Regions from separate parts of the Sus scrofa genome. Here region 1 is linked to region 2. Evidence: chromatin contacts called from public HiChIP or PLAC-seq data. All regions are on one chromosome and are shown on one strand. The core of a region is the stretch at or near the end of the contact, and the rest is flanking DNA. Distances in the headings are between cores, read along the strand shown. Region 1 has its middle 260 kb from the start of NR3C1. Region 2 has its middle 15 kb from the start of NR3C1.

Region 1 (5,051 bases), core at 925-3,424, 250 kb before region 2:
GAAGCATTGTTGCTTTCTTGCTTGGAATTTCAGCTTAGTGGAAATTATTCAATGATGTAATGTTCCTTTTGAAGCAATGCTGGGAGAAGAGAATGCATCTTTATTACAAGATGCAGAGACATCTTTTCTGAGGCTGCCCTCACTCAAATCACCAATGACCTGCCACCCAGACTGCAGTAGTGGCCTCCTGTCTTCCCACCGCCCCTCCCGCCCCCCTCAGGTACCACCCAGGTTTCTCCATGGATGGCTCAGTCTCACCTGTCAGGTCTCAGATTAAATGCCACCTCTTCAGAGCGAACTTTGTTGACAACACCACCCACCACTTACTGTCTCTGTCTTTTGATTTATTGACCAATCGCTTGTGTAGCACATCCATCATCTCCCTAATCTGACTTATCTGCTGGAGCACTGTGGCTGTCTCCTGGGCTGCTGTGTCTCCACCTGGCACAGGTTCCGGCCAGTAATGGCACACAGTGTTTGTCTAGTGAGTAAACAAGTGAATGATAGAATGGGCTGAGCCGTGGGCTTAATAATTGGCAAATGTTTTCTTGTTTAATCTTATACAAGTCCTCTGATGGAGGAGCTACTCTCCTCCCTTAGAGAAGAAGGAAGTGAAGGCATAGCCGTGGTCTCAGAGCGTGTAGAAAGTGGGGATCCCACAGCAGGCCTAGCTGGCTCCACAGTCACTTTTATTTCTACCAAATTGTTTTGCCTTCCAGTAAGAAATTTTTCTCACCAATGAGAGGCTTTTTAACTTTTTTTTTTTTTTTAATATCTGAAGACCTTCGACTCCAGCCTGCAGAGCTTTGTGGTCTTAGACCAAAGTTTTTAGAATGGTATCTTACCCCTTGAATCTGTCAATACACGTGCCAACCCAAAACTGTCAGGAGGTAGCTTCATGCCAATTCATAAATGTATAGTATTCAGCCAGATAATGGCCATGATTGACATTCTGCCTGATTTATTTTCTTGTGCATAAATCAGGACTGTAGCCTATACACAAGTGTCATTTACAAGGTTGTTTTAGGTTGGGCCCATACACAGCATAAGCCTTCCAGTATAAATGGAATGATACATAGACTGATGTACATGTGAGGGTTTAGGTATATATGTATAAACATACATATGTGTATGGCCACAAATATACATACACATTATATATGTGTGTGTGTGTGTGTATGCCTGCAAATATACATACATATTGCATGTTATGCATAGCTATGTGTAAAATACCCTCTCACTGGGAAACTAACTGAACATGGTCAAAATTTATTTGAAGAAATACAATTCTGAAGAAATGCGATTTCCCATTTAGTCACTGTTTCTTTCTACATGTCTGTTTTCTGACCTAGTTGTTTGAACTAAGCTTTTCTTTCAGGCTTTCAAGCTTAATGTCAGTGGTGTGTTTGCCAGCACATAATTGAGGTTATACTCTAGCTCCATTTTATAACCGAGATCCATGATCCAGAATATCTTCACCTGTTTGAAGCCACACACGTCATTGCCTAGAGTTTGGTACCCTCAGTGCCAATGGGCAGAAGATGATTTAGGTGGTGAGGTCCATGGGGGGTAAGCAGAGGAGGGAGAGAGTCTGCTCCATCGGAGAGGAGCCAGTCTCAAGCTGCAGACGCCCAAATGTCATTGCATTTATTTATATGGTTACCTTCTATTCGTGGAAAATGGTATTAGTTTTCTGTTTACAACAGTGATATTTCATTTCCTTTTCGGGTCAGTGTACTTATGGAAAAAAGATGTCAATTGAAAGCATATTGCATGCATAATTATACAAGCAGCATGCGAGGTGGCAAAAAGTATGCAAGTCATATGCAAATGACTGATGGTAAAAGCAGGTGGAGGCAGCAGAGAGGTTTGGGGGTCAGAGTTCACGGCTTGGTGAGTAAACTGGAGTTGCTTAACCTCAACTTAAAAATAGCTGTGGTAACCTCAGGGCTTTTGTCTGTTCAAATGGAAAATATGTCAAGGGGAACATAGATGCCCCATAAATGATCTTTGTCATGATAATAACTGCTTTTATTACTCTTCCCTGTCATTCATGGCATGGTGTGTGAGGAACCCAGTATGTACTACGTGCTCAGCAAACAGGGACTAACTGTCCATCGTCAACAGCTTCCTTCTCAATAGCCTGTAAACAGACATGTGATTCATGACTCAGTTGTAGCCGATACCAGTCCAGTGTGTGATGTCCTGGGGCCTCTTTGGGGATATGCCCTTGGAGACTGTTATGTATGATCACTCTGGCATACAGAATTCTAAGCAAATAAAGAGTGAGCTCTCTTTCCATGCCAGCATTGCCTACAAGGAGTTAAGTTCTGTGAACAGCAGGCAGCTTTCTATAAAGTAAGGTAGAAGCTCCTTCTGTTTCTCCTGTGATGAAATAAGTTAAATATTAATCATCTGTTTGTTTGAGGTTATAAATGTAAAAGGTTAAAACTGTATCTCGAAAGAATGCCTGAAATTCTTTCCTAGAAAGAATCGTATATCAGGAAATTCAACCACAAATCCAACACAAATTGAAAAAGCTTCTCAGGAAGAAAAATAAATTAAGATGGGCAACCTGAGATGACTGAGAACATAAGAGGCAGGGTTGTATGTTATCTAAGTGCATGGGAAGCTAGTTAAATTTACAGGATCCCATCTCAGGACCCCTGTGCAGACAACCAGAGATAAATGAATTAGAAATGTGCTGACTGCAAGGAAAACTGGGGAACCAGGAAAACGGGAATTAAATGAGACGGTATCCAGTCCCAGAGAAAACAAAGTGAGAAACCCCTAGGAGTAAATGAAGCTTGGCTGAATATAGACACCATAGCACATCTTTCTCTGAAACTGTGTCCTTTTTAAATGTTTTATTATGGAAATTGTCGAGCACACACAAAGAAGTGAGAGTGATGTAACAGTTTTCACAGACCCGCCACCCAGCTTCAACGATAATCCACACTATGCCAATCTTGTTTCATCTGGCCTCATACGATTTGGGCAAGGACTGGGGCTAGAGCACTGAAGGTAAATTTTGGACATGGCGTCAACTTCAATGATGCAAACACTCCAGTATGCATTCGCTAATGCTCAGGAATATTTCGAATAGTTACTATGCTATTATCAATCCTACAAAATAAACAAATTCCTTTTTACCGTCTAATACCTATAAGACTGGTCTAAGTCAGCATTAAAACATGGCCACAAGATGTGTTGGGTTTTTCACCTCTTAAGTCTCTTCTATAACAGCTCCTCTCTTTTTATACCATATATTTGTGGGAAAAATTGAGCCATCTGTCCTCTAGATTGCTACACATTCTGAATTTGTCTGATTGCTTCATTGAAGTATCATTTAACTTGTTCTTCTCTCATCCATATTTCTTATAAATGATGGCTAGATTTAGAGCCTTCCTTAGATTCTAGTTCATGCTTTAGGCAAAAATGTTTCATAGGTGATACTGTATATTTTATTTTTTTAATTCTTTTTTTATTAAAATATAGTTGATGTACAATGTTGTGTCGGTTTTTGCTGTACAACAAAGTGACCCACATATACACACACACACATACATATATAATACACATATGCATATATACATATATAAATACATATACATATGTACATACATGTGTATATACAAACACATGCATTCTTTTTCTCATATTATCTTCCATCATGTTCATCTAAAGAGATCAGATATAGTTCCCTGTGCTATAAAGTAAGATATTTTCTTATTATATTCTGAGGCATATGATATTTCTTTGCCCCACTTTTAGAGATTGAAAGAGTGGGTTTATATGTTCTCAACCTGGTCCCTCCTTTATACAATTGAAACTAGAAACTGTCATACTGAGTGAAGTAAGTCAGAAAGAGAAAGACAAATACCATACGATGTCACTTATATCTGCAATCTAGTATACAGCACAAATGAACCTTTCCACAGAAAGGAAAATCATGGACATGGAGAACAGACTTGTGGTTGCCAAGGGGAAGAGGGAGAGGGTGGGATGGACTAGGAATCTGGGGTTAATAGATGTAAACTATTGCCTTTGGAGTGGATAAGCAATGAGATCTTGCTGTGTAGCACTGGGAACCATATCTAGTCACTTGTGATGGAGCATGATCATGTGAGAAAAAAGAATGTAAACATGTATGTGTGACTGGGTCACTTTGCTGTACAGTAGAAAATGGACAGAACACTGTAAACCAGCTATAATGGAAAAAATAAAAATCATTAAAAGGAATTTCCCATCCACGTTTGACAAACATTTTAGCATTTCCTTGTAGAATGGTGATGATCTTAACCAGCCCTACCTTACGAGCTGGAGTTTTTCTGCAGAGACTCCACCTCATCCACCATTTGATTGCCCTGAAATGCAGGAAAAGCAAGATAAATGCTTGACTCTTTCTCTTTACTTATCATCAGTTTTCAGAGCAGTAAAGTGGTGCCCTGGAAACACTGTTTTTTAAATATTATTACATGTTATGTGTTCGGTCTCTTGTAATGATCGTTTTTGATATTCGAGTTGTCCTCTGTCAGTACAGTGGGAGCTCCTTATGGTTGGCCCCTGTGTCTCTTGACACGATCCCTCTTCGTCTTTGATGGCCTCCTCGCTTACTAGCATACCATGATTTCCTGGGCTTATCTCGTTCATTGCCTATCCCAGACCTAGACCCAGCCTTTTCCAAGAATGCAGTTCCTTGTAGAGAGACAGAGCACTTAGAGACCACAATCTGAATGCCAGGATTTCTCCTGGATGATCATTGCTTCTAAGCCTTTTCAACAGATGAAGCTAGGACATAAAAATGAAGAGGAGGAAGTTCCCTTATGGTCCAGTGGGTTAAGGCCATGGGTCACAGCTGTGGTGCAGGCTCAATCCCTGTCTGGGGAATTTCTACATGCCACAAGTACAACAACAAAAAAAAAAAAAAAAAAATGAAGAGGAGAAAAATTATGAGATCATATTGATATTTTCAAATGATATTTAAAAGGTTTTTCTCTTTGATTTTATATGTGCATGTATTTTATGCTGAAAATCTAGTTTCTCAACAA
Region 2 (5,691 bases), core at 2,031-4,530:
CCAGGAAAAGTAAGAGAAAACTGGGTACTAGCAAAGATGAAGGGGAAAGAAAAAGCCAGTTCTGGGTCGTCTAACCAAGAAGTAGAAGAGACCAAGCAATGAACACGCGTCACCCACTCCCTACCTTGGCACCCAGCTGGCCCTGGCTGTGAATGTGTGGCATATCCTGCAGTGACATGTACTTTCTCCCAAGTTCTTATCATACCTAAAATCATAGGATTTCAGAGCATCCTATGAGCAAATGAATGAGCCATATGGACAAATAAGGACATATAAAAACAAATAGTAAGAGGAAGAGCTAACATTCTTTACTGCTCACCCTGTGCCAGGCTACGCTCTAGAGGCTTTGTATGTAAGAACTCCATTCTCACAGCACTCCTATGAGGCTGGTGTGTTGTCTTCTCTCATTTCACAGGTGAGGACTCTGTGGCACACAGAGGTGACAGAGCTTGTCAAGGTCTTGTAGTAACGAATGGCAGAATCAAATTCAAACCCAGGCAGTTGTGTGCCAGGGCTCACACTCTTAGGCTTCTGGAGGATAAAAAGAAGGAAGGAGGGGAGTTTCTGTTGTGGCTCAGCGGTTAATGAACCCAACTAGTATCCAAGAGGATGCAGGTTCGGTCCCTGGTCTCGCTCAGTGGGTTAAGGATCTGGTGTTGCCCTGAGCTGTGGGGTCAGTCAGAGACACGGCTTAGATCCCCGGTTGCTGTGGTTGTGGTGTAAGTTGGCAGCTGCAGCTCAGATTCGACCCCTAGCCTGGTAAACTTCATATGCTGTGGGTGGGGCCCTAAAAAAAAAAGAAGGAAAGAGGATGAAACCATTCACAGCATGGTTTAGAAAAGCTACTTGGAGCAAATTCTCCTTTGAGAAAAATGAACACACACAGCTTTCTAAGGCCCCCTGCTTCCGGCCCAGCTGTGTCAGGAAGATCATGAGGGCCCAAGGGCACTTGCCTCCCTCCCTCCAAAGACTACAGGAGCTACTATGGGTGGCTGGTCCCTTGGAACCCTGTGGCAGTGGAGACAAGCCAAGACTGTTCCAAATCTCCAAGACTCCCACGTTGGGGCTAATTGCGTCTCTTTTTGGTAAATTTCATTAAAACAACGATCCAGAAAAGAAGGTATTTGTTCTGAGTTATCCAGCTAGGGGAAAATAATTTTTTAAATTACCATTATTTGGGTAGAAGAAAAGTTTCAATGGTGCTACCGGGGGCTCTGAAGAACTTGGGTTTCCGGAGACGTTAACATGTGTAAAAGGTCTGGAGGATATGCTTTTGCAGCTGAACGGAGGATCTTTAGAAACATCACTTTGCTGTGTTTCCTGATGGGGCCTGAGAGCAAGCAGTGCGTGGGGAACCTCCAGGTCGTGACCGCCCAGCCTCACACAGTTGACACTTTAGGCTGGATAATTCTTCGCGGTGGAGCCTGTCCTGTGCATTGTGGGGTATTTAGCAGCTTCTCTGGCCTCGACCCGCCAGGAGCCAGGGAGAGTCCCCCTTCCAGCTGTGATAACCAGGCATTGCCACATGTCCCCTGGGCAAAGATGACAGCCGACAACTGCTGATCTAGGGAAAACCATGTCAGTTCATGGCTCCTTGATGATGTCTTCAAGGCATTGCCTGAAATGTGTGCTTCTTAATTAACAGTGCTTCAACTACGTGGGTGTTACCCCTAAAAACATTTATAAACACAATATATCAGGGAGTGGGGTATGACTGTGTTTGAGTCCTTGGAAGCACTGGAGCCCTTACATTCCTGGTGTTAGTGAGTTGGTGATACGATGGCTCGTGTTGCTATTAACTATGACTATCTCTGTTATTAGTGTCAAGCTCTGTGCTGAAATTAGCATAAAGAATCTCCCTGAATCCTCACAACCGCCCCGAGAGGGAATTCGATGCTTATGCCTATTTAATAGATTGGGAAAACTGAGGTGACCAGGTCAGGATCACACAGCTAAATGCGTTCTTTCTCGTTCTGCCCAAGTCCAAGCCAGTTTCTCCCTCTCAGCATGAGCTTTATCTCCTCCTGGAGGCTCGGATTGTATCTATAACTGACCCTCCTTGACACCAGCTCATCCTTTCAGTGTCAGCCTGGCTCCCCCAGAACGCTCCCTGACCCCTGACCTTACCCTCGGACCTCCTTAAGCTCCTGCCACTCCCTGTACACAGCGTGCTTGTTGGATGTGCTGTGACCGCACCATCTGTTTGGGCTTCTGACTCTTCACTGGGAGAGTTGAGGGTCAGAGGCTTGTCTTATTTATCTGCATCCTCCGTGCCTCACCTATAGGCCCCACCCTAGGAGCCCAGTTCACATGGACTGTCGAGTAAAAGCTTTGTAGCTGGAGTTAAGGAGAAGGACAGAGTTACTTCTGTGTGGGTTGAAACAGATGAGGCGTGAAAGGCCAGGGATCTGAGAAGACAAAGACCGTTGAAAACAGAGCAAGAAACTTACCCAAGAGCATGTAACTGGGGGTGGGGGGATGCAAAGAAGGGAGCCCTACAGCCAAAGCCAAGCGGCGGTCCCCTGTCCCCCTGCTCAGAGCTTTGTCCACCGTGTTATAGAAACGTCGATAGTGAGGCGCAGGGGTTTTGATGACACCGATGTAGGTAAACAAACGAATTTGTAGGTTGACACGCGGCCAGCCATAAATTCATAAAAGGTAAATATTGACACTGGAAGATTATATATCACTATGTTTACTGTGTAGAGGACTCGGCTAGGAGTTAGGAAAGCGTGCATGTTCATTTTAGTTCCTTGGAAAAGCAGTGAGACTCCAATCAAATCATTCCATTTCTCCGTGCTTTTATTTCTTTTGGCGGTGGAATTCTGCTGGTTAAAGAGCATGTGATCGACTTCTCTGCTTTTAAATGTCTCTTTCTGTGAGCATGCTCAGCTGGAGGTGGAAAAATCGGCAGTCCTCTTGGGTTTCATAAGGATAAAATCCCACTGCGGTCTGTAACTTGTGTGCTTATAGAATTACAGAACCCCAAAGCTTTGAGGAGACTGATAAATCACCTCGTGCAAATTTCCTGCTGGTGCCTGAATTTCTTTTACAGAATCCCCAGCAGGTGCTCGAGGAGTCTTATTCCACAATCCATGATGTAAGGAGAACGCTGGTTCAGTCTGAAGGAAGCTAGTGTAGCCCATGCCTCTGTGGGGTGTGGGTGTGTGGGTGTGTGTGTGTGTATGTTCTTTCTGATGGGTGTACGGCTGCATGTTCGCCTCACTTTCTGCCGGGGTTATGACTTAGTGGTTTCTTACACTGTCAGTCATGAGTACAGGGCTTAATGACGACATCACGTAACATAACCGCACTTATGAATGTCAGAGACTCTTCTAAACCTTTACATAGGACAGCTTGTTTAATTTGTGTGAGAACCTTTTGAAGCAAATGCTATTATTGTTTTTTTCAGATAAGAAACCAAGATTCAGAGAGGTTAACTAACTTGCCTAAAGACACATCCCTCCTAAGAGGTAGAGTCTCCCGTTTACTTCAAACAGCGCTGGAGCTATTAATAACCCAATCAGTGTTTACTGAATCCAGCTAATGCTATTCCCATTTGCCACCAGGCCCTACTCCCCTGCTACAGATGAAAGGGTAAAGCTTACATATGCAAAACAGTGCCAACATTGGTATAAGTTTTGGAGATTTAATTCAACTGAGGGATTGGTTTTTTCATATTATTGGAGGTTTTCCTTCAACTATCAAGTTTGAGTTTCAAAAACACGAATATCATAAAATATAAAAATATTTTAATATATACTTCACTAGGTCATATTTACAGATATTGTATTAAGTTAATGTATTGTCAAGTCTGCTATAAACAAAATAAACACAAAATATAAGACTGGATCAGGAGTTCCCGTCGTGGCTCAGTGGTTAACGAATCTGACTGGGAACCATGAGGTTGCGGGTTTGATCCCCGCCTCGCTCAGTGGGTTAAGGACCTGGCTTTGCCGTGAGCTGTGGTGTAGGTTGCAGACACGGCTCAGATCCCTTGTTGCTGTGGTGGTGGCAAGGGGGCAACAGCTCCAATTAGACCCCTAGTGGCTGTAGAAAAAGACAAAAAAAAAAAAAAAAAAGAGAGAGAGAGAGAGAGAAAATAAATAAATAAATAAAATACTGGATCAATATGGAAGGTAGAGTAATAATTTAGGCTTTCCTAAAGAGAAACTCGATAAGATATTTCTTTTGGAAGATTACCAGGCTTTATATTTTCCTTTAAAGCACAACCTAAAATCAAGAACTCATTTCTACATTCATTTAAAAACTGGAAATCTGAGGCAGATGTAGCCAGCGTGAGTGAATTAACTGAAGGCTGATGTTCTCACTTACGGACATGTATTTTATATAAAGGAGTTTGACCGTCTCACCTAGTTAATCATTAACGGGAGGAAACTCTAGCCAACTCACGAAGCAGGTAAAGTTTATTTTTAGGTGTTCAGCTGGCTTCTCTCTCCGGCTTCTGCTTCTCCTTGGGGGTCACCCTGGATGCCTAGTAACCTCAGCCTGACTCTCTCTTCCAGAAGGAGCAGTGTCCTGTGGTTTAGACCTTTCTTCTTACGTCAGGACCCTTTCAGATGCAAGAGTTAAAGCACTAACGCCGCTTGGCTGGAGGAAAAGAAAAAGAATTTGCCCAGTCGGAGGATCTAGACATGCAGATGATATATTTGGGCATCTCTCTAGATCTAGATCCTTCTTTCTATAAAGGTTCTAAGTGGTAGAACACAGCTGTTCCAAGCTGGCATTTTGCCAGTCTAGCTACTCCTGCTGAAAAAGGGGCAAATATCTGAATATTCCCTGAAGGCCTAGATTGAAAGCTCATTGGTACCTGCCGTGTACCCACACCCATTTCGGAACTAAGGCTGAGCCTGCCCCATCTCTAGAGTTGGGATGGGGTTAATCCCTCCATAAATAGATGGAAGAGTTGGGAAGAGGATAGTTTTCCAAAGGGAAATTGAGGCTCCAGTACCACCTGCGTGGCTGGCACCAACAATATCTGCCCCCATCTGGGCATCAAAGAAGACATACCAGATACTCTCATAGGATGGAGATGGATCAGCACAAGCACTGATCCCTTGCCAGTACTCTTCCCAGTTGATATGCAAACCAATCCTCTTGAATTCATAATACAGTTAATGTAAGGATGGAGTCAGTCAAACTGGATCCGTAAGCGAGACATGAGGGCTCTTCAGGTAGCCTGTTCTACATGGCCATCCGTGACTCCTGCTCTAATGGAATTTTTCGAGAATGCCTCGAGGAAGATGTAAGGAGAAAATGAGTTGGTAATGGACAAGCAGTTTTTTAAATAAGCCCACTAATGGGGCACATTGGGTGCTTACCGACTGGTATGAATTCCATTCGCCTGAGCAATTCTAGTTCTATACTACAGAAATAGAATTGTTCCTTTTCACACTGGTGTATCAAGATGTAGGTACAAAGATATTCATCGCAGTGTGGCTTGCAAGTGTGAAAAATTGGAAACAACTTAAATATTCACCAATAAGGGGAAGGTTAAATAAATTATGATATAGCCAAATAATAGAAAACTATGCTGGTATTACCTGAACATATTGACACAGAAAGATGTCCAAAAACATTTAACAAATAAAGTTGAAAAAAAATGTGTAGTAAAATCCCACTTTTTAAAGAAACAAGATGCGTGTGCATGCATAGACAGAAAGGGTCTGG

Evidence for each region. HiChIP or PLAC-seq counts read pairs in DNA pulled down with a chosen protein or histone mark.
Region 1: an H3K27ac HiChIP or PLAC-seq map of alveolar macrophages shows a contact between it and region 2. The contact joins two enhancer-like sites. A contact is called at or near these places in 4 of 47 Hi-C or Micro-C datasets (liver and skeletal muscle) and 1 of 2 datasets of contacts at active chromatin or transcription factors (alveolar macrophages).

The regions. Positions count from the first base shown.
Region 1 is chr2:145,187,199-145,192,249 of Sscrofa11.1, reverse strand. No RefSeq gene overlaps it. Among named protein-coding and RNA genes, the nearest start is that of NR3C1, 260 kb to the right of the region's middle. Within about 2 kb of position 2,174, at least 7 of the 83 cell types and tissues checked have an H3K27ac peak or open chromatin away from gene starts, as enhancers often do. A contact at or near this core is called in alveolar macrophages, where this site is marked.
Region 2 is chr2:144,941,695-144,947,385 of Sscrofa11.1, reverse strand. It overlaps a transcript of NR3C1 not described here. Among named protein-coding and RNA genes, the nearest start is that of NR3C1, 15 kb to the right of the region's middle. Within about 2 kb of position 3,280, at least 4 of the 83 cell types and tissues checked have an H3K27ac peak or open chromatin away from gene starts, as enhancers often do. A contact at or near this core is called in alveolar macrophages, where this site is marked.